Regions from separate parts of the Lactuca sativa genome. Here region 1 is linked to region 2. Evidence: chromatin contacts called from public Hi-C data. All regions are on one chromosome and are shown on one strand. The core of a region is the stretch at or near the end of the contact, and the rest is flanking DNA. Distances in the headings are between cores, read along the strand shown.

Region 1 (2,963 bases), core at 117-2,616, 210 kb after region 2:
GTAAACACTTCATTAGTAAAGGGTCATTTTGAAAAGTTTAAATTTTATTGAAATTTTTATGGATGTTACAACATTGTTGAAGGATGAATGTTTTTTGCTTGAGTACCCAATTTGGTTGTGGGTTCGATGATGGTAGTGGGATTGATTATTTCACTAAAACATAAACACAGTAAGAAAAACGTTTTTAGGGCCCAAGCATTAACTGTGTGTGTTCTTTTTAGGGTGGGGGGGGGGGGAGATAGATATGTTTTTTTTACTAATAAAACTTTAAATTAAATAGAAAAAAAACATACAAATTATACCAGAAGGGTATTTTAGTCTTTTTAGTTTTCAGAGGGACCAAAACCAGAAACAAACTAGCTCAAAAGGACCACCGATCTAAAAATGTCAGTGTTTTGACAAAAAAAAATACATACTATAGGGACCATTTTTGAAGTTTGGTCTTAATTAAATTATTGTTGCTTTGTTGGCATCTCAATGACATCTCCAATTAAATTTATGTTAGATTTCTAGGTTTAAGTTCGTCTAACATCCATATTTTGATTTTAATAATGTTTTATTTTTGTGTGTTTTCACTTTTAAATATTTCTGATGATGTTGTTATTTACCAAGGTTCTAAATAAAGTAAAGTGTGACTTGTCGGCTATGTCAATCCTCAAGCTTTTCCGAGCTTTGGTGAGCCACGTTGTTTGTAAGGTGTGACTTAAGGCGGCAATTTTGTATATAATTAATATTTTTATATGTATTTTCAACTATTATTCTATTTTATACACATATATGAGTTAAGACGGCGTTTTGATAAAGTTTGACGACAGGTACAAACTTTGGAGTCATGGCGCATGACGAAACCATGACAAGTTTTTAGAACCTTTTTATTTACAGATAGAAAAAGAGTGACATAACGACAAACTTGTATAGAAAAATGAGAGATGAAAAAAATAAAGTGGAAGTGGGGGTGAGTAATTTTATTTAAGAATTATGCAAAAATAGATGAAACAAAATTTAAACATAACATGAAAAATAGACATTTCAAGCGGTACCGGGTGTTACCCTTCCTTCTAGAGGTTGAGGGTTCAAGTCTAATTTGAGACATATGTGGTATTAGAAGTAGCGTAGATTTGTCGTTCTAAAAAAAAAAAAGAAAAAACAACTTTGAAAGGACCGTATCCGCAAGTTTTTCAAAGTTTGGACGTTAGTCAAAGAAAATGACAAACCCAAAGGAGCATTTTGCTATTTTATTTATTAACGTTTCTCATCAAACCATACTCACACATAGGCCCCTTTGCGTACCAAATGTGAAAACAAAAACAAGCAGTCAACGTCAAAGGAATATAAAGAAAAGTGGCAGCTTCAACACGGGATCAAAACGCTATCGTTTAGCACGTCTTACCAACATAAGGAAGAAGGTTCGTTAAGTTGCGTAAAAGCAGCCATTGATGAGGAATTAAGAAAGATCACCGAATCCACCGTGTCGGTGGAATTGCTCAATCAAATCATCACCGCCGGAGGGTAAAAGCTGATGGTAATCAAACGTTCTTAGGATTCGTTTAGCTTGAGACGACCAATCGATCGGAATGGGGGAAGGTGGAAGTCTGCCGACGATGGATCTGATGCGATCAGAACCAATGCAGTTAGCTCGGATCATAATCCCCATGGAATCTGCTCATCGAACCATTTCGTACCTCGGTGACCTGGGGCTTTTCCAGTTTAAAGATGTATGCCACTACACCTCTCATCGTTATACATGATTATAATTACGACGATAACAATTTGTCGATTTTACCTGTTTATCTATCAAATTAATCGGCATTATGATTATTTCAGTTTTCGGAAATCGTTTGGAGCTTAGGAACTCGTTTAGGTTTATATAATTAACCAGTCTGTGTTTTCTATCGACTGAAGCGATATGATCTCCTCCTCTCCTTTCTGATGTGGTGTTTACATCGTTGTAGACTGCTCGTTTTACTTAATAATTACTTTTACGAATACGTTGATGCATGATCCATTATGCTATATATGTCTCATTTAATGTATATTCGAGATTGTATTGCTAACAGTGTTTATGCATCAAAACCAACCAAAATTATGTACATTTCAGTTTTCTGAAAATCTTCTCTAGTTAAGATTCGTGTCTGGATCTTCCGTTTGATAATTTCCTTTTCTTTATTCTTGTTATGTGGATAGCTCAACACAGGAAAAAGCCCTTTCCAGAGGACATTCGCCACTCAGGTATGTTCATTGTCTGTCACCTCAATTATCAATGACCAGTCATTTTCACTATACCTGTATGATGTGATTTTCTCTTTTTGGCTCCTGATTGAGATGACTTTTGTTTGTTTCATTCTATAAACTTTCTTGATATAGATTAAAAGGTCTGGGGAGATGGCTCGCAAGCTACGTTTTTTCAAGGATCAGATGATGAAGGCTGGTCTTTTTGCCTCATCATGGCCTTCATATGGCTCAGAGTTTAGTCTAGACGAATTAGAGGTAAGTGAAATCACTAACATCCATTAATACTTATCAGGTTATAGCTCCATTTAACATATATTGGGGTGATTTTTGTAGGTGAAACTTGGAGAACTTGAAGCTGAACTGACAGAAATGAATGCCAACACTGAAAAATTGCAGCGTGCCTATAATGAACTTCTGGAATATAAGCTTGTCTTGCAGAAGGTGATCATACAAACTGATATTATCATCTATCCATTATTATTCTTATTATCAATGCTTTAAGACTAAAGAATGTTGCTTTCTTTATTTCAGGCTAGTGAGTTTTTCCATCGTGCTCAAAGCAGTGCTACATCTCAACAGAGAGAATTTGGAGATCGCCTTGTTGAAGGATCAATGGACAGTCCTCTCTTATTAGAACAAGTATTCATTTTTATTTCATGCTTCATGTTGGTTTCTGCTGCATTATATCTAAATTCTATTTCATTGTTTCATAACATCCCATCCCCCTATTT
Region 2 (3,032 bases), core at 223-2,722:
AGAAGTTAAAATTGATTCCAACATCGATAGTTTAATAAACATTAAGTTGTAATGAGTACTGCACAAATAAGATATTGTGAACAAAGTTAGAGATTAATTCTCATGGTTTATTTATTATTACTACATTCGAGGTACTATTGACTATGGTCTTCAGCTCCACCCATAGACCACCTCCAACTTAATCGCATACTCTGGTATTGATTGCGAGGTGCCTTACCTCCACACATTCAACTAATAAATATTTCATTTGCCCAACGATTGTTTCTTGGTCATCCAAGCGACAATCGACTATTTCTCGTTCTAGTGCCAAGGTTGAATATTTGGGTGTTGCTAATGCAATTTTCGAAACATGTTGACTTCAAAAACATTTATGTGATCTTTACTGTCCTCTATTTAATGTCACCATTGTTTACTGTGATAACGTTTGTGGTATATATCTTGATAAATCTTATTCAACGTCAACGAATGAAGCACATACATATTGATTATTGTTAAATGTCATTTTAGCTTATCTTTAGAGAGCATGCAATTTACCGTAAAGAACTCCCGGGGTTCAAAATACAGACACAATATGCCCAAAGATGTTTTGTTTGATATATTTAAGCGTGTCGGGGTTTCCGCCAAGAAAGAAACTCATTTAAATTTCTTAACTAACCTGGCAGACGGAAGGTCAACCATTAAACCGTCTGATATTTTGATTTTTGGATGAGTTGGGGAAAAACACACATGTATGGACCTTGAGGGCCGGGGGTTTCACAGCGGGACAAACTGTTTTAGGCAAGGTCACTAAACATGAGAAATTGTGCATGAAAAAATCAACACGTGTCGCATTTGATACGTTCGGTTTTCTCGCGCCGGATGCGGTGAAACTTCTTAATAGAGTACATTCATACATAACAATGCTATATCCTCTAGATATATGTATGTAGTCTTCGAAATAATTGAATTTACCATACAAAAAGGCTTAACGACACAACTTATCCGTTTTCCATCCCACTTATTGTACGATGATAAGTAAGATATTTTGTAATTCAATTTGTCCTAAAAAAATAAAAAAAAGGGTTTTAATCTTTAAAAAAAACCTTATCTTTTGACAAAGTCTATTTTAAAATACTTTTAAAACTATTTAAAAAAACACGTTTATAAAATTTATTTGTCAAAATGTTTAATGGTATATAAGTATATAGCAAATAATAAAATCCACATCAACATGTAGCTTATTATTATCACAAATGATATTTTATTTTTTGATCAAAAGATAAAATTGTAAGAATCATATGTATATAAAAACTATAGTTCAATAGTAATATATATATATAAAAAATTTAATAGTCATTTTTTGTATTTTATAATACTTTATTTTAAGTCATTTTTAATATTTGGAATTTGTAGATCTATCACCGTATAATATTTGTTTTTCTTATTACTTCTTCCTTTGGACAATTACCGTACACGCACCGCACCGATGGGCCATGGTCATGTTTATTTTACAAAACCGATCTTCACATCCTCTCAGATCTAACACACTGTTTTTAACACACAGTGGATCGATCCCGGGCAACTCTTTCTTTGCCTCTCCTCTCCCAAATGCCTTCTGATCACAAGTATACTACTCTTTAACATCACATCGGATCGATCGATCGAATCATTTATCGAATTAGCAGCATTTAATTCTCAGATCTAAGGTAATTATCACGCACCTACAGAATCTAGGTTTCTTTTTTGTTGTTTATGAAGTTGCGATACGATTGAATTGTGAGTTACTTGATTTGTTTAATCGATTGATTAGAGGTTGGGGACGAAACGGAGCGAAGATGTTGACGAAGTTTGAGACGAAGAGTAATAGAGTTAAAGGTCTGAGTTTCCACAGCAAAAGGCCATGGATCTTGGCTAGTCTTCACAGTGGTGTGATCCAGCTATGGGATTACAGGATGGGCACTCTCATTGATCGTTTTGACGAGCATGATGGCCCTGTTCGTGGCGTACACTTTCATCAATCACAGCCTCTGTTCGTTTCGGGAGGTTTGTTGGATTTCAATTGCATTGATATACTTGAAATGCTTCCGAATCTAAGGTTTTTTTATTGATTAGCTGATATATTCAGGATATAATGTTAGGTAATGATGATCTATTAGAAGCTTGTTATTTGTGTGGCACATTATCTCTATTTAGTAGATTCAGAGCCTTTTGTGTTCATGGAACTGATCTGTCCATAACCATTAGTCCGCCAGTTTAAAGCTATGGAAATCTGTCTGAGCCTGTGCTCTAGTAATGATGATCTGAACTTCACATCTGTGCGATTTGGGACACATGAAACTGTTTTGTTGCAATGTTTAAATTCAGAGTAACATGGAAATGATTTGGATCTGGTCATGTACATTAGATTTGATGCAATGCATATTAGCAATTGCTGTTTATTACGGAAGTTAAGCTATCTTGGAAAGTCAGAACCATCTTGTTCTGTTTTCACTGTGCATATTACACTTATGCTTAGGTCTTCTTTATACTGGTTAGTTCGTAGCCTTATGTATGTGTGTAAGAATATTTAGGCATTCTTTTTGTATATGCAGGCGATGATTACAAGATCAAAGTATGGAACTACAAACTGCATCGGTGTTTATTCACGCTTCTTGGCCATCTTGATTATATCCGGACTGTTCAATTTCACCATGAGAACCCCTGGATTGTTAGTGCTAGTGATGATCAAACTATCCGGATATGGAACTGGCAATCCCGTACTTGTATTTCTGTTTTGACTGGACACAACCATTATGTAATGTGTGCATTGTTCCATCCCAAAGAGGACCTTGTTGTGTCAGCATCATTAGATCAGACTGTTCGAGTTTGGGACATTGGTGCTCTGAAAAAGAAAACAGTTTCCCCTGCTGATGATATCCTCCGCCTCAGTCAAATGAATACAGATTTCTTTGGAGGAGTTGATGCTGTTGTGAAGTATGTCTTGGAGGGCCATGATCGTGGAGTCAATTGGGCATCATTCCATCCCACTCTTCCTCTTATTGTTTCTGGAGCTG

The links. A called contact is a pair of places that touch in the nucleus more often than the background predicts.
Region 1: a contact with region 2 is called in a Hi-C map of bud, with 5 times the contacts expected there. The contact joins the promoter of LOC111915749 here to the promoter of LOC111915746 in region 2. A contact is called at or near these places in 4 of 4 Hi-C or Micro-C datasets (bud, leaf and seed).

The regions. Positions count from the first base shown.
Region 1 is chr1:20,057,393-20,060,355 of Lsat_Salinas_v11, forward strand. LOC111915749 (V-type proton ATPase subunit a3) reads left to right here and starts at 1,367. Exons shown (of 18, transcript XM_023911399.3): 1 at 1,367-1,715; 2 at 2,185-2,229; 3 at 2,365-2,487; 4 at 2,566-2,673; 5 at 2,764-2,871. The coding sequence starts at 1,575.
Region 2 is chr1:19,843,969-19,847,000 of Lsat_Salinas_v11, forward strand. It overlaps LOC111915746 (coatomer subunit alpha-1), which reads left to right and starts at 1,473. Exons shown (of 5, transcript XM_023911397.3): 1 at 1,473-1,685; 2 at 1,790-2,022; 3 at 2,571-3,032. The coding sequence starts at 1,815.